6 separate regions of the Mus musculus genome follow, and all the other regions are linked to region 2. A link is a contact called in public Hi-C and promoter capture Hi-C data. All regions are on one chromosome and are shown on one strand. The core of a region is the stretch at or near the end of the contact, and the rest is flanking DNA. Distances in the headings are between cores, read along the strand shown.

Evidence for each region. Promoter capture Hi-C pulls out the DNA fragments that hold promoters and counts their contacts. A called contact is a pair of places that touch in the nucleus more often than the background predicts.
Region 1: a contact with region 2 is called in a promoter capture Hi-C map of pre-B cells, with 3 times the contacts expected there. The contact joins the promoter of Tm9sf1 here to the promoter of Dad1 in region 2. A contact is called at or near these places in 5 of 39 promoter capture datasets (the SN4741 cell line, erythroid cells, liver and 1 more) and 1 of 9 other capture datasets (liver).
Region 3: a contact with region 2 is called in a promoter capture Hi-C map of pre-B cells, with 2.1 times the contacts expected there. The contact joins the promoter of Dcaf11 here to the promoter of Dad1 in region 2. A contact is called at or near these places in 3 of 39 promoter capture datasets (cranial neural crest, liver and pre-B cells) and 1 of 9 other capture datasets (liver).
Region 4: a Hi-C map of B cells shows a contact between it and region 2, with 7 read pairs. The contact joins the promoter of Tinf2 here to the promoter of Dad1 in region 2. A contact is called at or near these places in 3 of 39 promoter capture datasets (hippocampal neurons, liver and pre-B cells), 2 of 484 Hi-C or Micro-C datasets (B cells and rod photoreceptor) and 1 of 9 other capture datasets (liver).
Region 5: a contact with region 2 is called in a promoter capture Hi-C map of hippocampal neurons, with 3 times the contacts expected there. The contact joins the promoter of Sdr39u1 here to the promoter of Dad1 in region 2. A contact is called at or near these places in 3 of 39 promoter capture datasets (hippocampal neurons, liver and pre-B cells).
Region 6: a contact with region 2 is called in a promoter capture Hi-C map of cranial neural crest. The contact joins the promoter of Nynrin here to the promoter of Dad1 in region 2. A contact is called at or near these places in 1 of 39 promoter capture datasets (cranial neural crest) and 1 of 115 datasets of contacts at active chromatin or transcription factors (microglia).

The regions. Positions count from the first base shown.
Region 1 is chr14:55,641,443-55,645,587 of GRCm38.p6, reverse strand. Tm9sf1 (transmembrane 9 superfamily member 1) reads left to right here and starts at 2,217. Exons shown (of 5, transcript NM_001360063.1): 1 at 2,217-2,994; 2 at 4,000-4,145. The coding sequence starts at 2,650. It also overlaps a transcript of Tssk4 not described here.
Region 2 is chr14:54,251,352-54,255,762 of GRCm38.p6, reverse strand. It overlaps Dad1 (defender against cell death 1), which reads left to right and starts at 1,834. Exons shown (of 3, transcript NM_001113358.1): 1 at 1,834-2,131. The coding sequence starts at 1,921. It also overlaps a transcript of Abhd4 not described here.
Region 3 is chr14:55,558,755-55,563,081 of GRCm38.p6, reverse strand. It overlaps Dcaf11 (DDB1 and CUL4 associated factor 11), which reads right to left and starts at 3,053. Exons shown (of 15, transcript NM_133734.3): 1 at 2,961-3,053; 2 at 1,640-1,872; 3 at 63-190. The coding sequence starts at 1,794.
Region 4 is chr14:55,679,192-55,683,153 of GRCm38.p6, reverse strand. It overlaps Tinf2 (Terf1 (TRF1)-interacting nuclear factor 2), which reads left to right and starts at 1,337. Exons shown (of 9, transcript NM_145705.3): 1 at 1,337-1,764; 2 at 1,843-1,929; 3 at 2,065-2,154; 4 at 2,252-2,359; 5 at 2,447-2,543; 6 at 2,698-3,139; 7 at 3,224-3,288; 8 at 3,549-3,640; 9 at 3,745-3,962. The coding sequence starts at 1,573. The coding sequence ends at 3,816. It also overlaps a transcript of Gmpr2 not described here.
Region 5 is chr14:55,897,410-55,901,687 of GRCm38.p6, reverse strand. Sdr39u1 (short chain dehydrogenase/reductase family 39U, member 1) reads left to right here and starts at 1,456. Exons shown (of 6, transcript NM_001082975.1): 1 at 1,456-1,498; 2 at 1,768-1,874; 3 at 1,959-2,041; 4 at 2,383-2,504; 5 at 3,302-3,445; 6 at 3,676-4,278. The coding sequence starts at 1,483. The coding sequence ends at 4,085. Khnyn (KH and NYN domain containing) reads right to left here. Exons shown (of 8, transcript NM_027143.3): 8 at 2,908-4,278.
Region 6 is chr14:55,852,291-55,856,511 of GRCm38.p6, reverse strand. It overlaps Nynrin (NYN domain and retroviral integrase containing), which reads right to left and starts at 2,397. Exons shown (of 8, transcript NM_001040072.1): 1 at 2,086-2,397. The coding sequence starts at 2,283.

The DNA of each region.
Region 1 (4,145 bases), core at 968-3,467, 1.4 Mb before region 2:
AAAAAAAATCAGTAGTTAAGAGATCTTTGTGCTTGCTCTTCCAAGATCCTGGGTTTAGTTCCTAGCATCCACACTCAGCAACATGTAACTCCCTCTAATTCAAGCTACAGAGGAACCAACATCCTCTTCTGGCCTCCTTGGGCATCCCTACATCTGTGGCATACATACACAATTGTTTTAAAGCTAGATAGATATGAAAAGGTAGAAATAAAAACAAGAGCTGGGCGGTGATGGCGCACACCTTTAATCCCAGCACTCGGGAGGCAGAGGCAGGCGGATTTCTGAGTTCGAGGCCAGCCTGGTCTACAGAGTGAGTTCCAGGACAGCCAGGGCTACACAGAGAAACACAAACAACAAATGTAGCACAGTGGCTCACCCTGAGACCCCTTGCTGAGGCAAGAGAATCGCTGTAGGTCTGAGGCCAGATGAGGCTGCCGAGACCCGTCTCAATAAAACCTCCAATTAACCAACCCCAGAACCCGATACTCAGCCCCTTCTCTTCCTGAGGTACTGCCGGTTTAACAGTCCTTCCAGCAGTAGTTTGAAAAATGGTCCCAGAGGAAGGTGGCTCAGAGGCTAGCAAGGTGGTTGACATGAAAGAGTATGGGGCCTCTACATCAAGAAAATGATGGAAAACAAAGAATCAGGAAACAAATCAAGGGAGCTTGCGATTTGAGAGGTGCTAAGAGAAGCTTTGATTTCTGGCTTCACTGGGTAGGTCATCCAAAGAAAACTCCAAAGCATCTTAAGTTATTCCTAACCACAGAACTCAGTCAGGCCTGCCTCAGTACCGCAAGCCTTGCACACACTTGCAGTCCCAGCTACTCGCGAAACCGAGGCAGGGCTATTGCTTCGGCAGCAGTTCCAAGGCCAGTCAGGCAACACAGCAAGACTGACTGTCTTGAGGAGGGCAAAGGGGTCAAAACAAAAGCCACTGTGTCTGGCTCAAGCCTAGCTTCCTAGACTCTAACCGCTTCAGGACAGTGGGTGGATCAGAAAAGAACAGTCGTAGGAGTGAGGAAAGAATGGCTGCTTGTGATTTCTCTCAGTACTTGCTTCCGCCAGAATAGAAAAATTGAAGTCAGCTTCCTTCCGTTTGCTCCCATGTTGCCAAGTGAAAGTCACTGTTCAAAAGGGGCAGAGCCCCTTCACAACAGCTTGAGCCAGACAAAAGTAACGCGTTCAAAGAAACCTGCAAAGTTAGGGAGAAGTCCAAACGTCCCACAGACGAACTTGGGAACAAAATGACGGAAGTGAGATGGTACCTGTAAGCTCTGAAACTCTGAAGGCGGAGACTCAAAAGACCCCGGGTTCGAGGTCTGCAGGGACTCCACATTCAAAAAACAAAACAAAAACCTACTTCCGATCAAAAACCGCGCTGTCGGGCTGGTGAGATGGCTCTGTGGGTAAGAGCACCCGACTGCTCTTCCAAAGGTCCCGAGTTCAAATCCCAGCAACCACATGGTGGCTTACAACCATCTCATAACGAGATCTGACTCTCTCTTCTGAAGTGTCTGAGGACAGCTACAGTGTACTTACATATAATAAATAAATAAATCTTAAAAAAAAAACGCGCTGTCAACCCGCACAACTTGCAGGGTGAAATGGCAAACTGTAGGTGCACCTCACCTACCTCCCGCATGCCTGTTGCCAACAATAACCGGTCCGTGCCTCCAGAAAGCCTCGGAGGGGCACCTTTACCAAGGTGTTGGAGGCTACAGGTCCCTGGCGTGGGAACGCGGCACAAAGCCCCGCCCCGCCCAGGTTAGGGACAACTTTCCGCGTCCGGGCCGACCTCAGCAGCCGGGGGCGGGTGCCGCGCTCCCGCTCCCCAGCTGTCTCTCTCCATCCTAGAGAGGACAGCCCAGCCGCGCGAGAGCCCGTGGGAAGCCGCCCGCGACACACCGGCGAGCATCGCGGAGCTCTTGGCTCAGGAGAAGAGCCTTCCCGCCTTCCCGGAGCTGAGGTCCCCGTCGGCGAAGGCGGAAGTGGTAAGACTGACGTGTCCGGGCTGCGGTGCTGCTCGCCGGGACGACCACTGGCATCGCTCGGTGGCTCGGGGAGCGAGCATCGTGGAATCCGTGGCCGGGCCGGATTGCGGGCGAACCAGAGCTCTTCCAGGAGCATTCGAATGAGCCGAGGGCGGACGCCGGCGACGTGGCAGCAGCCGCGGCAATCAGGCGCAGCGGCGGACAACCCGGAGGAGGTCCGTCGTCAGGTCCTCCGCAAGCCTACCGCTCCGGCGCCGCTGTCTGGAAGACCGGGGCAGAAGCCCAAGGGCAGCTACGGGGCCCCGTGAGGCCACTGGCGCCTCTTTGGCCAGCCGGTACCTCGCAGTGAGGACCCTGGAGCTGCGGCGAGTGCCCCTTCCGTAGCAGCGAGCCCGCCGGGCGTTGCTATAGAAACGGGTTGGCACGCGCAGCCCCGGGCTGGGGAGGCCTAGAGGCGTGAACCCTAGGTTGGGAGTACTATTGAGTGCACGCCAGGCCCCGTCTTTGGGATAGATAAGTTCTGTGGTGTGGGGATCGGGAGGCCGAAGGGAGGAGGTGGAGCCAATGGGCACTTGAGAGACCAGAACCGGGTCATCATGATTTGATTCCTAGTTTCTGTAACCACGGGATTCCCCCAACAGGTTCTGCTGCCTTAAGGATGACAGTCCTAGGGTACCCTCGAAGTTGGAGCTGCCATTGTTTGCCAGTCCTGATACTGTTGCTGGGCATAGGCCATGGGCCATGGGTGGAAGGTGTCACACACTACAAGCCCGGCGACCCTGTCATTCTATATGTCAACAAAGTGGGACCCTACCATAACCCTCAGGAAACTTACCACTACTATCAGCTTCCAGTCTGCTGTCCTGAGAAGATCCGCCACAAAAGTCTTAGTTTGGGTGAAGTTCTGGATGGGGACCGAATGGCCGAATCTTTGTACGAGATCCGCTTTCGGGAGAATGTGGAGAAGAGAATTCTGTGTCACATGCAGCTCAGTTCTGCACAGGTCAGCTGCTCTCCGCGGTACATATCACTCAGCCCTCCTTGCTAGGGACTAAGGGTGCCTTGCATCTATGGTACCTTTATGGAAATTATGTTTGGACTCCAACTACAACCCCGTGTACTTGCTTAGATGTTCCAAACTGACTTTTCAAGATAACATGGATCCAGAGATGCAGAGCGGGGAGCTTAGAGCCTAAGGCTCTTCGCTGTCAGTAATAGGTCCCAGAGTCCTGTGCAAGTCTCTCTCCTTCCGTACATGCCTCTGTTTTTTTCCATGACTTTTTTTTTTACTTTTTAGCCTTCCCTGTTACTTTTCTTTTTTTTCCTTTAGCAAATTTTGGAACTTCTTAATTCCAGTCTTTTTATACTTTGCTCCATTTATTTTTCTGAGACTTTATCCTAGCAAAGAGATCCTTGTTCTTTTTTGGGGCTAATATACCAGAATCAGTCAGTGAGTCTCAATGGAAAACAGTTTTGTACCTAGGTACTTTGGCAGTGTATAAAGACATTTGGTTTGGTTGGTTTAGGGGTTTGTTCTTGTTTTGAACATTGAGATAAGGTCTTACTATGTAGCCAAGGCTAGCCTCAAACCCAATAGTAACCTTCTAAGTGCTGGGATAACAGGTTTGTTCTATACCAGATCTCTACCCATCAACTAAGATAGGCTTTCTCTATGTAACAACAGCCCTGGATGTCCTGGAACTCTCTCTGTAGACTAGGATGGCCTTGAACTCACAAGAGATCTACCTGCCTCTGCCTCCCCAGTCCTGGGACTAAAGGCGTGCACCACCGTAGCCCATCTTGGAAATAATTTTGATTGTCACAGCTCAGTGGTACTATTGGTATGTAGTGTGTAAGGATCAAGGATGCTGACCCCTGCCATGCACAGATCAGTATCTCCCTACAACACAGAATTAGCCAAACCAAAATAGGAGTACCGCCAAGTCTTCAAAACCCTGTTTAACTCTGCGAGGCTTTGTGTAACCGACTCCTGGCTTGTTCTTTACAGGTGGAGCAGCTGCGCCAGGCCATTGAGGAATTGTATTACTTTGAGTTTGTGGTCGATGATTTGCCAATCCGTGGTTTTGTGGGCTACATGGAAGAGAGTGGCTTCCTGCCACATAGCCACAAGATAGGCCTCTGGACACATTTGGA
Region 2 (4,411 bases), core at 585-3,084:
TGATCAGTCTCAAGTTAAGTAATTAGTAGTATGTAGAATCAAAGTTTAACACCCTCTTTGTCTGACTCTGGAACTTGAACTTTTATCTACTATCCCTCTGCACATGAGCTTTTTACACATAGTAATGTTCTGACTCACACTACTCAAAACCAATGACCGTATGAATCCCTATTGAGAGTTTAGTTATGTTCATATACTGAACACAAAACAAAACTTTTCCGTATTGTTAATTCAGGTAGCTGAGAAAATCTGGAGTTCAGAATGGCTTTGTCTTAGAATGAGTATGCTTGTCTCAATAAGTGATGTCTTGCATTGATTCTGTCTTCCTAGGGAACTCCTATGAAGATGTTAATGACAAAGATCAAAGGCTAAGACACTTCTGGAAGGTGCTGGGATGATGGCACAGGAACTTCTGGAAGAATTCATTACTGGATAATTAGAAACAGCCAGTTAGCCCATTTGGCCTTAAGTTGACGACCAGAGGAATCTGTTCTACTTGTGCTGAGACAGGGAGAAGGGTTCAATTGCAGATGCATTTCATATTATGTGGAGTAGGAACCCGTCTGGTTATCCTTCCACATCCCACCCACTCTACAGTAACACAAGAGCACAGAGGCTACATTTCTAGGAGTGCAAACTTCTCTCTTGTGAATATGGATTTACCTCTTTTAACAGACTAAGGCTTTCCAAAGACACGAGTGATTCACTGGAACCTGGGCAGGGCTATTTACGTCTTATTGGATTGTGGCGCTAAGTGTTTCCGGGCTAAATACAGATAACAAGCGACAGTAGTTCAGTTGCGGGTTTAGAAATGCTGCTCAACTAGTTAGGCAGGGCAGTTGGAAGTGTCTTAAACGCTGAAATGAAGTACCGGATTCTATGCGGGTAGACTTTTTAACTGAAAGATGAGATACTAGGTTTAGAAGGTCGGGTTATTGTGAACTTGTAATGGCAGTGCAAACCAGAAGGCAGAACTTAAGTTTTCTTCAGCTAAAACGCTAAAAAGCAGTTAATTGTACTTGTTAAAACCTCAAACTTTCAATTCTTTTTCTATAAAATGATTCAGAGGATCAGGTTGAAACAAATATGCTCTTTGGAGCCATTCAAGGAATATTATAACAATACCTGTTGTACAATGTCAGTTTGCTGCTGATCCTGACCCTTCACTCTACGCACAAGTGACTATCTCTCTTTTTAGACAGTGACTGATTAACCTAAAAATTCCTACAATATAACTACAGCTATTGGACCTCCTTGGTACTCAACGAGCGTTTGTTGAATGAATGAATACCTGCTGGCTTAGGTTCTTCGTGGGGCCCAGATTCAGCCTTCCAGTTCAGGATCCTGTAGAGGTCAACCCTCTCCCGCCAGTGTAAACCGGCGCTTGGCCCGTATAAGCATAGTTCTCACTGCGGAGGAACTTGACCTGCTCTAATGATCGGTCATAGGCATCTGAAGATAGAGCTTTTAAGAGAATTAGGGCCAGGCAGGTTAAGTCCCTGGACCGCCAGCTTGGTCTCTAAGCAGATTCCCAAGCTAGACCACTGAGGGGGATCAAAGAGAGCCGGAACTCTCTGGGAAGCGTCTCTGTCCGCTGTTAAACCTCTCCCCTTGTTCCGGTCACAAATCTCGTCGCCAGAGCAACAGAGGGCGTCAACAAACGCAGGGCGGAAATAAGGCTATAGTACACGTCTCCAGAGGGGGAGATAGGCCCTGCGCAGGAGCATTAATTTATTTCCGTTTGTAGTTCTCAGTCTGGGTATGCAGCCTGTGTCTGCGCATTAATTGTGACGCACCAAGGCTGGCCTTTACGCCGGAGCCAATTGGCCCGCCGGTGTGGGCGTGGCTAGGGCCCGCTAACGCGCACGCGCGAGCCACATCGTCTGTGGTCGTCCGGTATCCGAAGTCCCCGTGTTCGTCATGTCGGCGTCTGTGGTGTCCGTCATCTCCCGGTTCCTGGAGGAGTACTTGAGCTCCACTCCGCAGCGGCTGAAGTTGCTGGACGCCTATCTCCTTTATATACTGCTGACCGGGGCGCTGCAGTTCGGCTACTGTCTCCTCGTGGGCACCTTCCCCTTCAACTCTTTCCTCTCTGGCTTCATCTCTTGTGTGGGCAGCTTCATCCTAGCGGGTAATGATTCTGTATCCTGGTCATAATGTCCCACTTTGGCGCGCAGCTTCGTCCTCACGGTACCCTTTGGTAGTTTGTAGAAGGCCGTCGTCTGTGAAGTCACGCTTACTTCTTGGGATCCAGGAAGCAGGCTCAGAAATGTCACGTTTCTAATGCCTAACAGGAGTTGAAACTGAATATGTAAAGAAATAGTCTTCTGGTGTTCGTCGCAATTAATACTTCTCTAAGGAAAAATATCCTACCTTGATGAAACTTTAACACAAATTTAAAGTTGGTAGAGCTTTAAATTAAAATGCCAAGCTGAGACATTTCTATCACTTTGGCCTAATCCCTACTTCATCTAGGAGAAGACTTTGGTGATAGTATAGGAATATAAATATTAGTGACTGCTTGTGAGGAGGCAACCCAATTGATGCTGGCTTTTTAGTTGCCCCTACTTATTTCTGTGCATAATTTATGTGCTTTTTCTCTTTACCCTCAACTCAATTTTTATTCACACAATTGTGTATTAGCTCTTCTTTCTTCTACACATTTAATAACCTTACAGACTTCCAGGTTTAATGAGGATTGCCGCCATGGATTTCATCTGAAGTCTGACTTTTCTTGCCCCATGGAACTGAGAGAATACTGGGAACAGGTTTGGCTTAGGAATGTTACTACCAAATGTATCATGGTCAGTCAGCAGTGTTTTGGGGGTTTATTAGCAATTGTTTTCCTCAGTGAATTACAGCTGGTTTGGGCAGAGACAAAATATAGCATTGGACTTGTCTGGAGACTTGATTTAGTGTCTTAACATAAACCTCACGTCACATGTACACATTCACATTGCTAGGTCAGGCCCACTGGGAACAATTTTACTTTTCAGAACTTAAATAGGCCCCAGCCGACTTGTGCCCCAGTCAGAGCTAGAGCTGCAAAGTCAGCTTATTCAGTGGTCATCATAGTGTCTTTGGTTTTTGGTCCAGTTTCTGGAGGCTACACCCTAACCATCAGGATATGTTAGCACCATTAGCCAGGTCTGACAAACCTCTCTACTGTGCCCAGTACTGTTCCCGACAGAGAACAGTAAGAGGCTGAGAACCTCTTACTTATTTAGCCTCTGGTTATGGAAGTGTAGGAACAGAGTGGGGCTAACAGCTGATTTAAGTAAGGTCTCTCCTGTTGAAGCCACCCATCTTCACAAGCCTCTGAGTTAAGTCCTGACTTACCAGAACTACATAGAAAAAAAGTGATTTGCTGGAAAGTTAGGTTAGTGCGCTCACACTCTCTCTTTCATCCCATCTGTCTTTCTTTTTTTTTTTTTTTTGGTAGATGACTTTTGCTTTTTTTTTTTTCTTTTAAAGATTTATTTACTTATGTGAGTACATTGTAGCTGTCTTCAGACATAGCAGAGGAGTGCAGAAGATCTTATTACAGATGGTTGTGAGCCACCATGTGGTTGCTGGGAATTGAACTCAGGACCTCTGGAAGAGCAGTCAGTGCTCTTAACCACTGAGCCATCTCTCCAGCCCCAGCCCCAGCTTTTGCTTTTTTTTTTTTTTAATGTTCTTTTAAAAGTATTTTTGTGAGCATCTTTGTGTGCATATAATGTATTGTAAAGTGTCATTATGTGTCAGTGTGCATGTGTGTGTATATGGAGGTTAAAGAGCAGAAGTATTCATTGGCTAGACTGAACTGGCTGGTGGATAGAGAACTCTGGGGAGGGAGTGTCTTCCTGTTGTATGGTGTCTTGTCTGCCTCTCTCCAACTCTCTGCAACTCCACAGTTAAAGATGTGCCAGCAAACCAGGTCCTTATGCTTTGAGGCAGGCACTTTACCAACTGAAACACCTCTCCAGCTCCTAAGTCCTGTTTTTGTGCCTGTTGAGGCTGAAATGATCAGGTTTCAGTGGGAGGTATATATATGGCTTGTTATTGACTAGACTGCTTAGCAAAGGAACACTGTTAGTAGTGAGGTCATTATTAGGAGTGAGGGCATTATTAGTGAGGACATTATTAGTGAGGACATTATTAGGACATTATTAGTACTGAAGTCATTATTAGTAGTAAGATTGGTGTTAGTAGTGATATTTACAAATCTTTTAGGTAACAGGGAATAGGGTGAGAGAAATAAAATTGGGTTTAAGGAAAAGAAAAAGTTTCTGATAATTCATTGTTGCTGAAGAAAGTTATCATTTGCATTCTCTTCCCTTCAGTGAACTCAGGGTATTTTGTCACTGAGCTAAATTCTCAGATCCATTCATCATCCACCCACCTATCCATCCTTTCTTTTTTTTTTTTT
Region 3 (4,327 bases), core at 1,804-4,303, 1.3 Mb before region 2:
GAGAGACCCTGTCTTAGAAACAAAACATAAAGCCAAAAACCTTAGATGGCCTCTCCTCTTACCGGGTGGGTTATATCGATCTCCAAGGCGACCATCCCAGGCACTGTCATGCTCTTCCTCTGAGTCCGAGAGGGCCTGGATGAGCTGTAAATTTGCTGCACCTCTTCCTTGCACCAGTCTCACTTGGCCTCTGCGGAGAGATCCCCATTATAAAGGAGGGATTCCTTCTCCCATCTAACCAATGGCTATCTGGCTCTTAGTCAGTTGGTTCTCCTTTTGAAATTGGATTTTAAGTCTCCTACAAGTCATAGTAGGGCCAGGCAGTGGTGGCGCATGCCTTTAATCCCAGCGCTTGGGAGGCAGGGGCAGGTGGATCTCTGTGAGTTCAAGGCCAGCCAGGTCTACAGAGTGAGTTCCAGAGCAGCCAGGGCTACACAGAGAAACTCTGACTCAAAAATAAAATAAACAAACCAACCAACCCCAAACACACAAAAAAGACACAGCAGGAAACCAGCTTTAACTCTTAAGAGTAAGAACACAGAGTTCTAACAGGTTATGAAGACTGACCTACTAAATTGATTTCTCTCAGGGCTAAATATAATTTTCCCCCAGGGCTAAGGACTGAACCCAGGGGCTCAGTGCATGCTGGGTAAGCTTCTACCACAAAGCTATATCCTGAATTCAAGAGCTAAGAATTAGGAGAGCACTTCCACTTTTCCTTCTATACCCCAACAAAGGCACCTTAAGTGAGAGAAGGTATATTCTGGTTCATGGCTCAAGGGCAGAGTCTGTCATAGCGGGGCCATCAAAGTAGCAGGGCCAGGAACAGCTGGTAACACAGCACTCATAGTCAGGAAGAAGGCGGGATGAATGGTTGGGTTTAGCTAGCTTTCTCCTTTTTATACAGTCTAGGACCCACATGGGAATGGCACCACCCACGCTCAGAGTGGGTCTTCCTGCTCCAATGAACCCAATCGCCATAATCCCTTCCAGGCCTGCCCAGAGAGGCTAAATAATCCATCCCGCCCAGGTGTGCCGTGTCCCCCAGGTGATTTCAGACTCTGTCCAGCTGACAACAACAACAACCCTCACAGCCGTCGGTGTAGGAACGCAACACAGAACACAGGGTCTGCAGGGATACTAGGTTCATCTTTTCCCAAGGAACCGTAGGCAAGCAAACAAAACGTTCTTAGTTCCTGGTGGTCACCCCCTTGAGGGCATTCTTTTCTTAAGAGCAGGGCTAGTAAGGCCGATGTAAACTTGTTTTTCAAGTAAATCCACATGGCTTCATCTCACATGGCAAGTGACTTAGCACCCCCTTCCCAACTCTTTTCACATCTCTCCTTTCCTCCATAATCCCTCTCCCTTCTCTCGTTTTATTTTCTTGGAAAACTGATGACATTTGTGTTGTCACAGCTGAAAAGGCTTCCCTTAGGAGCTCCTCAACTATGAGAGTTGTAAGAACCATTTTGGGTAGGGAGCCACGCAGAGTGTATGGACATCCAGCAGGGAAAGGTCGTTCTGTTCAAACACAACCATTGTCCTGGGACAATGCCATTCCCTATCCTCTGCACTTTTCCTGCCTGAAGTTGAGGTCAAGACATTGTGACACTTAGTGTCACAGCAGAGGGTAAGTTACCTGCGGAGGAGATAGGCCAGTACCTGGGCCAGATCCACATCTTCATCCTCTTCTTCCTCTTCCTCACTACGACGCAGGCCAGTCCCTCTTCGGGACAAGCCCTCAGAGGGTTCTAAGGACCCGGATCCGGCGCTGCTGCTGTTCCGTGATCCCATCTTCTGGTTACAGCATCCTTATGTCTTGCGCAGGGGCTGCTCCTGTCTCCAACTTGGGTTTGGTGAAAGCAAAGCCTGCTGTAGAAATACCAGGGTTTCCAGAAACGGGGCAGAAGCTATCTTTAGAGGGGTGACCCCTCCAGGAGACTGAGATTTCCTTCTCTTTAGCTATGACAGCTCCCAGGGTATCGGGAACATAAACCTTTCTCAATCCTGTGAAGCAAAGAAAGCCATATGAAACCTAGGGTGCAACCCTACCGTACTAATCAGAGTCCACGAAGAGGAATTTCCCATTTTCCTAACCAAACTCACCTATCAAAGTCCCCGGCCCGGGATGGCTGAATCCCAGATAACCTCTCCGACTGACCAATCAAAACCCCTTGCGGAAGAACGCATTTCACTAGCTTATCTCACACAACCAACCAGAGGCGTTAGAACTCAGACCCCCCCCACGCCTCCCTCTACTGACCAATCAGAGCAATTTCTTGCACGGGCCGGCAGCATCAACAGCCAATGAGGTTAGAAGTCAGCCTAACACCCCCTCCAGTTTAGCTTCACGCCCACGTGGTGCGCCGGGGGTGTGTACAACAGGGGGAGGGAAAATGGAGAAGCACCTCCCCCCGGCGTCTGGCGGTTACCGCCCCACGCGAGACCACCCACCAGCCAGGAGCTGTCGCAGGACCCGCAGGGGCGAGGCCCTGTTTACAGCGACTATCGCTGCGGCGCCGGCTAACAGCTCCTCAGTCGCGAGCCTCGTCCGTCACGCTTCTGGCGGCCAGGCCTGCTGACGTCACTCGACGCTCCAAGCAGTCCCTCCCCCTCGGCCCTCTGATTGGATAGCTGAGACCTGTGATTGATAGGTGGGCTGGGGAACTTGCTCAACCCAAGAGGGGCGTTTAGTCGTAGCGGACTGGAATTGGCTGCGACCTGCATTAGACGTAGCGGAACTAGACATCAAGTCTGCGAGGTGGTCCCTTAAGGTCGCTTGGCCTCGAGTGGTTTGTTTGTTTGTTTGTTTTTTACTGCGTGCCCAATCGCTCCTATTCCCTCAGCTCCCAGCAACCCCAGTTCAACCGTTTTCCCCTGGCTGTAGCGCTAGCGGCCTGTCGAAAGCAGTCCTCACTGGTGGGACCTGGGCCTCTCCACCCTGCTGTGTACACGCTTACCAGCGGGGGTCTTGTCTGACGACCCCTGGCTTCCTTTCTTGGTCTTTGCATACGCTCCCTAAGTGCCGCGGCCGTCCCCGGAGCCTTTCCGGTTGCCTTAGTGCGCACGCGCCCCTTGGGTCTGGGCTTTGCCGACCGTCCCTAGGCTTCTGTCGCTCGCCACCTCCCGTTGGTTTATGAGTAACTAGGGTGAGTCCAAGGCCAACCCTACCTTGTCTGGGATGGTTTCCTAGGCCAGAGAGGCGGGCGATGTCGGCCTTGGCCCAGAGGTGGGCCATCGCGAGGACACCTCAGCTCCCGGGGCGAGCATGTGACAGGTTCTGTGTCAGGTTTCCTGGTCTCTAGGCCGGAGACCCCAACATTTTCTCCCGATCCACGCAGGTTGTCACTGCCTTAAAATTCTTAACTGTAAACAAGCGCCCAGCATTTTGTTCTTTGGCTGGTCTCCATTAATTATGTGGACAGGTATTTCAAACATACACGGAACTTTCAGGATTCCTAGGTATTTGGGTTATTTGGCCTGGAAAGTCTGTAATAATTTTAGTATTTTTCCTTCCTTATTACTCTTCTAGTTCTTACAAGTTCTGTAGATATTTTTTAACTGATTACTTGAGGTTATTTTCACAGTGGCTGTTTTTCCACATTTCAGACTTCTTCCACTCCTTGATCTGCTCAAGTCTACTCTTAAAAGTATTTCGTTCTTAAGAGCTGACTGTTTTTTCGTTTTTTTATTACTTCAAATACAGACTTCCCAACCTGATTGTCTTTTTACTTCATTCGAAAATTTTGTCTGCCAATCAAATGTGCCTAGAAGTGCCTTATTTCTACTGGTACACCCTTTCAGAATGTCTAATCTGAGAGATGCTTTATCTTTTTAACCAGTCCTAGCCAGCCCTCATAGCCCTAAACTGTGACCTAGTGATACTGCTATCTGTAATCAAACTTGGACCTACATAAAAATGTATGTTCTGCTTAACAATCACTGATAATAGTGGGATACTGGAAATAAAAGAAATCCAAATATACAATAAGAGGTTGGTTAAATAAATTATGGTCAGTTTTGTACAGTTATAAAAATACCTGGTAGCCACTGAAATGAATTTTTTAGTGGGTTAGGAATATGTCTCTATGGGAGAGTGCTTGCTTGGCATTCTGTATATACTGGGTTCAGTGTATACATTGAACACACACACACACACACACATACACACCAAACAACAACAAAAACCCAATGTTGCTGCAGTTCTTCATAAAATAAAAATAACCGAGGGCTGGAGAGATGGCTCAGTGGTTAAGAGCACCGACTGCTCTGCTGAAGGTCCTGAGTTCAAATCCCAGCAACCACATGGAGGCTCACAACCATCTGT
Region 4 (3,962 bases), core at 88-2,587, 1.4 Mb before region 2:
GTTCTGTCTTTACCTGTGCATGCCCCCCCCCCCTCTGTAACCTCCATCCCAGGAGACTTAAATCTTCACCTGCCCTCCATGGGCACTCCACACACATGGTTCACAGACATACATTCAGACAAAACACTGGTCCACATTAAATAAAAATAAAGTATCAAAAGAGTTAAATTAATACATGATAGCTTTAAAAAGGAAATTAATTTCTCAGCTTTAAAAACAATGTGTAACTAGATTGGACTTCTACCCAGAACCATGCAAGCAACAAGGGAGTAAAGTATTTACAGTACTGAAAACAAGGGGGAAAAAAAAAAACCCCATCTCACGCCGGGATTTAGAGGTGTGCACCAGCACACTCTGTGGGAAAATTCTTTAGAAAAAATGAAAGTGGGGCTGGAGAGATGGCTCAGCGGTTAAGAGCACCGACTGCTCTTCCAGAGGTCCTGAGTTCAATTTCCAGCAACCACATGGTAGCTCACAACCATCTGTAGTGGGGATCCAATGCCCTCTTCTGGTGTGTCTGAAGAGAGTAATGTGTACTCATACATAAAATAAATAAATCTTTAAAGAAAAAATGAAAGTGGTAAGGTCAGAAATGACAGAAAAAAATATGAAGAAAACCCACTTCAACATTAACATCCAGTGTAGTACTTTGGTACTGGGTCTGGAAAGGCTCTGAATACTGATCTGGAGAACCAAGGCAAAGTGTGAGCCATGAGTCTGGGAATGGAGGAAACCATTCAAATAATGGGCAGGTTTCATAAAATTCCTGCAAGGTGGGCAAGGCAGATAATTAATTTAAGCAACAAAGTAAAGCTGTACACAGTGTGCCCGGTTCTGTCCTTGGGGAGAGCAAGAAGAGTCAACCCACTAAAGGACTCCATCAAGTTAGTGCTCAAAAGAAACTTGGAAAAGGAAGCCCTTAAATATTATAAACTACACGAAACAGCAAAGATGTGGCACAGAAAAGCATAAAACGGCTGTCATCCTACTGTCCAGGAGAACCCTGACTAGCCCTAGGATATTTCAAACTATATTCGTTTAGGCACCGGCGAGTCAGGACAGGAGGGCGGAGTTACCACTCAGGCCTGTGTTTGGTTTTTTGAAACGAGCGAGCGCCCTCTTCTGTTTCGCGAGAGGAATGGCAGAATTTTTCCTGGGAGCGGCTGGCGGCCCGGGAAGGGCTTGGCAGACGCTGATTCAGACACCTAGGTTTACAGCTTGCAGGGGTGATGGAGAGTGACGCTAGGTCGTACGTCACTTTCACAGTGCAGGGGACCTCGTGACGTCACAGCTCCCTCCGCGGCCTCTTCCGGGGAGGGAAGCCGCGCGCCCAGGCGGAAGTGACGTACTCCTGCGTTTCCCTCAGTGGCGGCATTTTAAGTTTAGTGATCTGGACAGGTTGATACACTTAAGTCACCGCCTGAGAGGAGACTGCGGGGTTCCCGTGGCTCCGCGAAATGGGCCCAGCTGGTCCGCCGACCTTCCGGTGCAGATGAGAGAAGCGGGGCTCCGCCTACGGGAGCGTCCGGGAAGCCTGGGTTGAACGAAAGGAGGAAAGGGCGCCCGCGGGCCATGGCCCCACCTCCAGGGGTAGGTCCCGCGTCTCTGCGGTTTGCTGCCGCCGCCAGCTGGCTGGTAGTCCGCCGTCGCCGCGTAGAGCACTTCCCGAAAGTGGTGGAGTTTCTGCAGTCCTTGCGCGCTGCTGCCCCCGGCTTGGTTTGCTACCGGCACCATGAACGCCTGTGTATGAGCCTAAAGGCCAAGGTACTAGAGAGAAGGACGTCTGGTTGGGACTAAGATCGGCTGGAAAAGGGTAGGTGTTCTGAGCCCTGTACCGTGCAGGTGGTGGTGGAGCTGATCCTGCAGGCGCGACCCTGGGACCAGGTCCTGAATGCCCTGAAGCATCACTTCCCAGCAGAGTCCAGAACAGTAAGTACCACTGGACCCCGAAGCTGTGAGTGCTATCTTGGGCAGACCAAACTCAGGCCTGATGCAACCAAGTTGCCCCTGGGTCCTAGCGACACCTCCTCACCCAAATTTTCCTGTCTTCAATATCCTCAACAGACAAAAGAAGACAGGAAGCTTTTGGAGGCACGGGAAAATTTTTGCTTGCTTGTGAAGCACCTGTCAGAGGACCCGCCTTCGAGCCTGCAGGTGAGAATGGTTGGTTTGGAGGATGTTATGGGATTCCTGTTTTGTTTTGTTTTGTTTTCTAAAATTCATCTGACCTGCTTCACTTTCCCACATACAGGAACTAGAACAAGACTATGGGGAATCCTTTCTAGTTGCCATGGAAAAGCTGTTGTTTGAATACTTGTGTCAGCTAGAGAAAGCACTGCCTCCAGTCAGAGCACAAGAGGTTGTTGAGAAAGAAACACTTTAAGGGCGGAAGGCTGGGTGGCTTCCCCGAGAACTATGATCTTCCTATCTGTCGCCTTGCCCACAGCTTCAGGATGCTCTAAGTTGGAGTCAGCCGGGCTCGTTCATCACTTCTTCGGTTGCTTTGCACCAGTATGGTATGGACATGGGGTGGACATTTCCAGGTAAGAGGATCAGCGGAGATAACTAGCAATTTGGAGGTTAGTGTTTAGCTCTACCAAACCTGAGTCAGCCGAATGGAAGTTATATGGGCCTGTAACACAAACCTGAGTTTTAACCTAGTTCTAATTTTATAAGGCATCTTATTTTATCTTTCAGAGAGCTCTACTTCTGGCTCAGGGAATCTGATAGAGCCCATGGAAGAGAGTCCTCATCAGCAAACCAGGCCAGCATTCCACAGTCCTCTGCCTAAAGCTAAGCTTGGCCCTCACCAGCCAGCTTCACTGGAGCACCCAGAACACTTAGCTGGCCACCGCTTTAATCTGGCCCCTTTGGGAAAGCGAAAATCCCGATCACATTGGACATCGGCAAAGGCGTGCCATAAAGAGCGGCCCACAGTCATGCTACTCCCATTTAGGAACATGGGCTTACCAGCTCAAGACTTATCTAACCCTAAAAGCAGGGAAGAACCCGGTGCGGCCTCAGCAGCTTCTGTGGGAACAGAGCCAGTCTGCACGGAGGAGGCTAAGACTCCATCTCGGCCTTTGGGGAAAAGGGCATTAGAGGAGACCCCACCTGACTCACCGGCTGCAGAGCAGGAGTAAGGGTCTCTTCTCCTTCCTTAGGAATACTTTCCCTGCCTGCTTCCCTTCTTCACCCAACCTTTCCTTTGCCTTCACCTCAGGAACAGTGTGAATTGCGTGGATCCTCTAAGACACTCATCACCGCCTCTTACAGTCAAGAAACCAGGTAAGCTTTGGACCAGACGGCGTTGGGACTTTCCAAGGCCTGTGCTCACCTAAAAGTGGGTCTAGGTTTTGTTTCTGCTTATTTTTTTCGAGACAGGTTTTTTCTACATAACCCTGGCTGTCCTGGAAATTGATATGTAGACCAGGCTGGCCTTGAACTCAGAGATCCCCCTGCCTCAGCCTCCAGAGTGCTGGGATAAAAGGTGTGGGCCACCAAGCTAGGCTAAGAAAGAGGTTTTAATTGTGGTTTCTTTCCTGCAGTGCTGTCCCCAACCCCGTGTAGCTCTGTTATTACCATAGGGGACTTGGTTTTGGACTCTGATGAGGAAGAAAATAACCAGAAGGAAGGGAAGGTGAGTGGGAAGAAGCAGAAAGCCAAGCCAGAGGGCGGGCAGAACAAGGCAGGGATACATGTGAAGTGTTCCCAGTTATAGGAATTATGCTTTCTTCTCTATAGGAGTTTTTGAAAAACTACCAGAAGACGAAGTTTGACACCTATATCCCCATGTTTTGTGACTACATCCCGTAGTGTCCTGCCTATTCCTTTCTGGCTACCTAAACGGTTCTCACTCAGGTCCTCTGGAATATTCTCTGCACTCTGTCCATCTTCTGCTGCAGCTCTGCATGCAATTTAGTGGAAAAGAAGAGGAAGTCCAGACTTGAGTTGCCTGGCTA
Region 5 (4,278 bases), core at 207-2,706, 1.6 Mb before region 2:
CAAGCACCAATCCCTGACACTATTGATACTCTGTTATGCTTGCAGACAGGAGTCTAGCATGGCTGTCCTCTGAGAGTCTCCACCCAGCAGATGACTCAGACAGATAAAGACACCCACAGCCAAACAGTAGATGGAGCTGGGGACTCTTATGGAAGAATGTGAGGAAGAATTGCAGCCCCTAAGGGGATAGCAACTTCACAGGAAGACCAATCGAATCAACTAACCTGGACCTTTGGGGCTCTCAGAGACTTAACTACCACCAAAGAACATACATGGGCTGGACCTAGTCCTCCCTGCACATAGGTAGCAGATGTACAGCTTGGTCTTCCTGTGGGTCCCACATAACTGGAGTGGGGGCTATCCCAAAGGCTGTTGCCTGTGTGTGGGATATGTTTTTCTAGCTTGGCAGCCTTGTCTGGCCTCAGTGGGAAAGGATATGCACCAGACACCAAACTTGGTTCTTAAAGTCCCAGAAGACAGTGTGGTTTCTACTCAAGGCAAAAATGCAGCGTTTCTTGTTTGGTTTCAGACCAGGATTATGCCCAGGGACTGAGGCAAATATTTTACATTTTTACATGTTTACAAAGCAGACATGGCCTCCAGATTCTCCCATCATCCCTCAGACCCTACCTGGCATACCTTGCCTCCAACCTTGAAGTTTCCAGACCAGGGGCCTGGCTGCCCTTCCTCAAGAGGCTCTTCCCTATAAAATTCAGACATTTTGTGCTCTCTCCCTACCCCCTCCCCCATCTCTCCTTCTCCCACCCCGTGTCTCTCTCTGCTCGGTCGCCCTTTCTCTCTTTCTCCTCTCCCCCACTCCTCTCCATGGTGAGTCCCCTGGCCTTAATCCTTGGGGCCAGTTAACTCCCAATAAACCTGCCTTTAATGTAAACTAGTCTGGCTTGAATCGGCTCATTTCACCAGCGGTAGAGAAATGCCTATCATTTCTAAAAGGAAGGGAGAAAGAACAGTAATTTTGGCTGGGCGATCAATCAAAATGATCTACAACTGGGCATTAGACTTGGTGAACTATGTGTTCCTGGAGGGCCCTGAAACGGATGAACTGGGAAGCAGGGCACGGGTGGGATGCACGCTTGTGAGAGCCTTAGCTGCGGAAGCAAGGACAAGAGTGCGCACATGAACTGGAGAAGAAACTCTGACACCCTCGAGTCCTGACAGAAGGAGGCAGAACAGTGAGAAAAGATGAAGAAGAATTCCACAGTGCCCGCCCCCTCCCCACGCCCAGCGCTTCGCGGTCTAGAGTTGTTCTTTAGGAGCGGATCCTTTCTGCACTTCGTCCTCCATCTCTTTTGCGTCATCCACCCCTCTTCCCAGAGAAATTTATGGTCCTTCGCTATTACTATAACTCCTTCCGGGTCGGGGGAGGGTGGGGCACACCTAGTACTGAGATTCGCGTGAGGTGAGGCTCGTAGTCGCGTCCGGTGTTTAAATCTCGCGCAGGCGTGCTAGCTCCCTGTCGCTATGCGGGTGCTTGTAGGTGAGGGAGGGCAGAGTGGCGGGCCGGCTTAGGCTGTAGCCGAGAGCTGAGAAAACAGGCCCACAGGGTGCAGTCTCCTAAGCAGGCAACCTAGCCTTGGTTTCCCAGCCCCAAAAGCTGAATCTGTGCGACCCTGTGACTTTTGTCACCTCTGCATCGCGGGGTGGGTTGGAGAGGCCTGATGTCAGATGGGGACCGCACCCAAAGGGGCCGCCAGCAGATGACCTACCGCCACCCCGCTGAGTAAACAGTTTGTGCTCCCCCATCAGGTGGCGGGACGGGATTCATTGGGACAGCCGTAACCCAGCTGCTGAGAGGCAGGGGCCACGAAGTTAAATTGGTCTCCAGACAGCCTGGCCCGGGTCGAATCACGTGGGTAGGTCGAGCTTCTGGAAGGTGGGTGGGAGGGCAATTTGCGCGGGAAGGACAGTACCAGCCGGCACTGTACTTTCTCCCACAGAGTGAACTCAGTGAGTCGGGGCTGCCCCTCTGCGATGTTGTCATCAACCTGGCTGGAGAGAATATCCTCAACCCTCTGCGAAGGTCAACAGGGCCATAAAGCAGTTATCACCTGTACAGGGGGGAGAGAGGGTCGATGCCTGTGACCCGTGCATGGTAGACATAAACTTGTGCAAGTGTCCCCTTAAGCCTTTGGAGCCTGTTATATATCAGCGTCTACTAAAGCCCAGTGTTGTGGATAAAGAGATATAGCCCATGCCTATTGGGGGCCGGGGGAGAGAGTCCTATCTTCTTAGCCACCCCGAGCTATGCATTAAGACAGGCTTAGGACAACAGACTTACTGGGAGGGGAGCCGGATGAGTGGGGAGGATATGGTCTAGGTGCATGTCTGCACTTTTGACCTTTTCTTTCATTTTCTCTGCAGATGGAATGAAACCTTCCAAAAAGAGGTTCTTACGAGCCGCTTGGATACTACCCACTTGCTAGCCAAAGCCATCACCGAAACTGCGCACCCACCTCAGGCTTGGATTCTAGTCACAGGTGTAGGTACGCTCCCAAATCACCAGCCTCTTACATTAACGGAGCCAGGGAGAACAGAGCAAGCAGTTGAGGCACTTGGGGCTTGCACCCGAATCACAGGTCCTTCCCAGGGTCACTGCCTAGGCCTCCAGCCTTGCAGGTTCTTCCTGACCCAGATCTGTACTGTCACAGTCTGGTCTTTATGGGTGTGGAAAGGCAGAATGGGGGTGTGGGGTACTTGGCTAGAGAGCCTTTATTGGGAGCCCTCAGAGAAAGAGGTGTGGTACGGGTCCTAGTGCGCACAGAAGGCATCTCCCCACTCCCACACCCCTTGCTTTTTTGCACTGCAGTTCTTTATGAAGAGCTCCCTTTGTTGTGTCTCCTTTGAGACCACACAATTGCAAACAATTAAAATGAGTAGTAGCCACCATACTATTATATACATATTATTTAATCCTTACAACTTTATGAGGTAGGTACAGTTACTCCCATACTGAGGATGCAGATTTTTTTCATACGGAGAAGTAACTTGCCAAAAAAAAAAAAAGTCACAGATGTCAAGAATGGTCCAGTTCAAGCAGCTTAGCACCTACGTTTCTGTCCCTACCCACTACAAGCTAGCGGCCTCTGGACACAGCCTGACAGCCAAAAGCTAGATGTTCAGGCATGGACACACAGAGAAGCTCAAGGGGGAAACAGTTATGGTTCTTTCTTCTCCTGTGGAAACCCAAAGGGCAGAGGAGACTGAGGCTAAGGAGCCTTGCACTACAAAGGGCCCAGCAGGCCAGGGACCGCCAGAGCAAACAAACGCTCTTCCATGACAGCTTACTACCAGCCAAGCCTGACTAAGGAGTATGATGAAGACAGCCCAGGAGGGAATTTTGACTTTTTCTCCAACCTGGTAACCAAATGGGAAGCAGCAGCCAGGCTTCCTGGAGAGTCTACACGCCAGGTCGTGGTACGTTCAGGTGAGGACCAAGGGCCTGGGAATCAGGCAACATGGACGATTCCTGGGCTGAGCTTGCAGGGAGAGGACACTATTACTTTAGCTAGCAGAGGGAAAAATCCCCAAAAGACCCACAGCCCTCAACGCTGCCCACTCCACGTGCACACGGGAAGACCATAAGGGAGAAGGGAAAGCAGAGTAGTGCAAATTTTCAAGGCTAAGCAGCCTCCATGTACCACCTCTCTACTTTAGGGGTTGTGCTGGGCCGTGGAGGTGGCGCCATCAGTCACATGCTTCTGCCCTTCCGCCTGGGCCTAGGAGGCCCCATCGGTTCAGGTCGCCAATTCTTCCCCTGGATACACATTGGTGACCTGGCAGGAATTCTGAACTATGCCCTTGAAGCAAACCACGTCCAAGGAGTCCTGAATGGAGTGGCTCCAGCATCTACAACTACCAATGCTGAGTTTGCCCAGGCCTTGGGTGCTGCCCTGGGCCGCCCAGCCTTCATACCTGTCCCCAGCACTGTGGTACGAGCGGTCTTTGGAGAACGTGCCATCATGCTGTTGGAAGGGCAAAAAGTGGTCCCTCGGCGGACACTGGCTACTGGCTACCAGTACTCCTTCCCAGAGCTGAGGGCTGCCTTGAAGGATGTTGTAGCCTGAGCAGAGAAGGAGCCCCAAGGCAGAAGCTGGGGCCTGCTCCCGCACTCTGAGAAGTGGGTCAGGTGATGATCCCTGCACTTGATTGAGATCAGAATCCATCAGGGTCTTAGACTCTGCCCCCCCTCACCCCACTCTCTTCCCATGTTCGTTGATCCACCCCTATCTGAGAAACTCCAGCCTCAAGAATATAATC
Region 6 (4,221 bases), core at 1,148-3,647, 1.6 Mb before region 2:
TTCCACAGAGACCAGAACAAACAACCTCACGGTTCTTCCTCCATCTCTCCCAAGAGATGTATGGAAGGCAACAACCAGAAGGCAAAACTCCAGGTCCCTAGAGCTACGATTGGAGTCGGCCACACTGCATCCTCCTGACAAGGCATCCTCATAATAGGAAAGGCTCACATAGCAGGTCATCAAAGCCCTTCAGCTTACAAGACATCAAGCTAGGGAGAAAGACTTGGTCCCTTATAAAGCTAGTTACTAACAGCAGCACCTAACTTCTGCCCCGTGTTGTTCTTTATGTTTTGCCAAAGTATTTGAGCAGGCATTCTTTCAGTTGGCCCTCACAATTCTTACATGAGAAGAGTGTTATTACATTGTTTCACAAATGAGGAAAAAAAGTTTCAAGATGGCTGAATTATTAGACCAGGGCCTCTTCAAACTATGCTTCTCTATTTGGGCTATGATATGGAAACGTGTCAAATCCAGACCTTATCCTCCCCACATTCCACTGTCCCTTGCCCTCACCCCCTCCCCCTCCTTTTCTTCCTTCTGTCCCCACCAAGAAAGGAAGTTACCCAGAATCCCTGCAAGCTGTTCCCACCTTCAACAATGCCTCTCTCTGGGGCAAAGAGGGACACAAGAGGAAACTGACAGAGCCCCTGGATCCACTTAGCAGGGCTTGGAGTGAGAAACTCAGGGGTAAAAAACTATAGCCCAAAGAGGCTGTGATGCTGACAAGCTTGAAGCTGACTTGAAGTTTAAACAAGAAACACAAAGTGGAGCATCTCAAGCAGTGCTCTTCAGGGGCCCAGGGGGAGTAAGTGGCTCAGTGGCAGAGGGCCTCTGTGGTATGCACAGGCCCTGGGTTCAGTCTCCATCTTTAGGGAGGCCCTGGTCAGCTGATTAGTTCTCCATGAAGGCTGAGCTGTGGTACTTTAACAGTAACGGAAAAAAATTAAGAACATAAAGAACCCAAAAGCCTCTTCTTAGCTTATCCTACACCAGCCTCTGAAACTAAGGGGCCCTGCACATCTGTTCTCTGGGCAGACACCTCTCCCCTCCCCCAGCACCTCTGTCAGAACTGGAAAAGTGCTGATGCAGCAGCTTAATGGGCGTGTTTAGGGAGAAATTTCCCAGCCTCCCCTTCCTTCTGCTGGCTGTGTTCCGGGCCTCCCCTACCTAGGCCCTGACCAACTGAGATGTGGGTAGAGCTTCAGCCAAAGGGTTAAAGACTAGCTTGTATCCGAGAGAAGGGAGTCCAGAGCATTCCTACTGGAGAAGATAAGGGAATCTGAGGGAGTAGGGGGCCCTTGGGTGTGACTGAACCAGAGGGAGGAGCCCAGGCAGAGAAGCCAAGATGAGCGTAAAAGGGACAAGCTGCAACCTGGCCTCTCCAATATCCAGCTCCATACAGCAGGCCCTTTCATCTCAACGTCCATGATTCCCTGGCATCCCAAGGCACTGCCTTCCAGAACAGATGCATCCTACTCTGCCGGCAGGGTCCTAGGTTCTACAACCTCCACCAACCTACTCCTTCCTGACTCTGATGACTGAGGCAGACCCTCACCCTCTCTCTCTCTCTCTCTCTCTCTCTCTCTCTCTGAGTCCTACTGCTTCGTCTATAAACTGCCAACGCCACTCTACAAGTGTCTCTAGGGCCCTCCTCTGGTCCCAGTACTCAGAGAAACCGCCCAGGATTTAAGCAGACAGAAAGAACGGAGGCCTTCCAGTGTCTTGGTGAGAACAAAGACATATGTTGCAGAGGCCACAAAAATGCAGGCCCTTAAACTGATCCCAAGATGGAAAATCTGGGCCTGTTTCTGACCAGAGAAGGCTGGTAGAAAGAGACTCTCAGCAGAGGTTCTCTCAGCACACTTAAAGGACAGAAGTGACATGTAAGAGAGGGGTGGGGCAGAAGGGAAAGAAGGAAGCAGAGGGACAGAGCAGGGGCCCCGCAGATCTGGAGGGAGGGAGGCCCAGACCCTGCAAGCCAAACAGCAGGACAAGCTCAACACCTCTGGGGACTCTTGACTGTTCAGGAGAGAGGGAGAGGATCTGACTAGGAGGGAAAGGAAAGAACAAAACGAAGCTGTTTACCTTGGCTTTGCCCGTATTTTCCCGGGGCCCCTCCAGCTGCAGCCAAAAGTAAGGGGTGTCAGGACGGCTCTGGAAAGCGGTCACCTTGACCCTGAAGATGCGCTGGACTTGCAGCCGCTGCCGGTGTACCCGGGGCTTCGATTTTGTCTGCACCATGAACCATTCCTGCGCTGGGGGTTTACCCCCCGACAAAAGCATGGCTGTCCCTCCGGCCCCTGGAAAGCGTGAGAAGTGTCACGGGTCCCAGCACCGAGGCCCCCAGCCACCTAGCCCTGCAGCCTAAGCCACGCCTCCCCTCCTTGAGGCGCGCCCCCCGCCACCGCCTCCCTGCTGTGGGTTCTGCGACCCACCCGCCAGCGCTCCGCGCCCGCCCTCCCAGCTCCGTCCCTTTCCGCCGCAGCACGGGAGACAAACCCTTCCTGCTAAGGGTTGTAGCTAGGGGTGGGACCGAGCGGATTCCCGCCGCCCTTCCTCCCCCTCAACCACCACCCCCTCCTCCCCTTCGACCTCGAAGCCAGGCCCCCTGGATAAACTCGCCTGAGCTGCTGGATGGCTTAAAGGGGCGCTGGAGACTGAGGGAGGGAAGGAGAGGAGGCTGGGCGGGAGGGAGAGGGCCAAACAGGGTCTTGGAAGCAACTGCCTTCCACCCAAGTTTTGTGTTCAGGGGTCAAAGTTCCTTCCTCGAAGGAAGGAAAAGGAAGGATTGAAGAGTTGATCTCTGAGACCCTGGTTTTAGATTCCAAGCAGTGTTCTACACACACACACACCACATACACACCACACGCGCACACACACCACATACACACCACACGCACACACACAAACACATCACACACACACACACACATGATCCTTGGTCGTCTGGACTTCCCTTGAAAACCCTTTACTACACCCATCTCTTTGTGGCAGGAAAGGGTTAAGGGAAAATGGGGTGGAGAGACCACAGAGGCTAGGGCCTGTAGAAACTATGGGCTGGAGACCAAGCAGGACGTAAAGGGTTACAGCTCTGACCCCCACCCCCACTCTAGTCTGGGGACCGCCTGGAACTGGCTCTAGGCCCAGGCCCTGCGGAAGCCCCCCAGGGCTGGAGGGGCAGGGGGTTAGCTGCCAGAGTTTTCAGGCTCGGGTTGTTTAGGAGAACCCCTTTTTTTAGCAAGTGTGAGTTAGAGTGTGAGGAGCCAGTGGGAGGTAGGGTCTCCAATCATCCTTATCCACAGCCATATGGTTGGCATCAGTGGTCCAAGACTAGCCCTGGGCTGGGGACACTCTCAAAACCCGAGCTGCCTTGGAGACATGCTCAGTACAAAGAACACTTTATGTGGTCTTGTAGCCTGAAGTAGCCTGGCACTGGGAAGGCACAGTCTGCAGCTGGGGCCTCGAGAGAACCTTACTTTCCAAACAAACCAAGAGTCACAGTCTGACAGACACAAGTATGACCTGACCCACGGGAACAAAGGACAGCTATTTTTTTTTTTAAACTGAGTCCTTTCCTAGGACATCGGTGTTACAGAGCCACCGATGTGTGTATGTATGCAGGCCAGTGGGGAGGTGCACGCTGTGCAGAAGGGGCCCAGGGGGAAAAGATTCAGGTTACTGCCAGACTAGACTGGATGGTCAAGCCCCACCTTTACAAGGTCTCATCCCTGGAATGGAATTCAGAGAAATAAAAGGTGGGTCTGTGGGGTTCTGGGTAACGAGTTCTTCAACCCTGCCCCTCCAGAAGGCTTTGAAGTCAGAGGCTGTCTGAGTGACCCCACTTCTCTCCACTTTCCCTGCCTTTAATTGTACTATCAAAAGGCAGGCTTGGCAGGGCACATCAGAAACTCCGGGTTTGCAGAAGGCTGAGCCCAGAGGCCCTGACTCAGAAGAGGATGGAAGGGTGTGCCTCAGTTTCCCTTCCAGGAGCAAGGGAGCCACACAGCCTCTCCCCACCCCTTCTGTTAGTGATGCTAAATTCTTTCTGCCAGGGCTAAAGATGTCAGGGAGAAGCCCCAGGTTTAATCCTATGTTCAAAGAGGCCATGCAGAGGGCAGAAAGAAGCCATGCATAAGACACTTCATAAACAGATCCTTTTAAAGCAACTTATTTAAACTTTTGTGCTTGGTTGCTTTAGCTCACAGACATGGGGGTAATAGT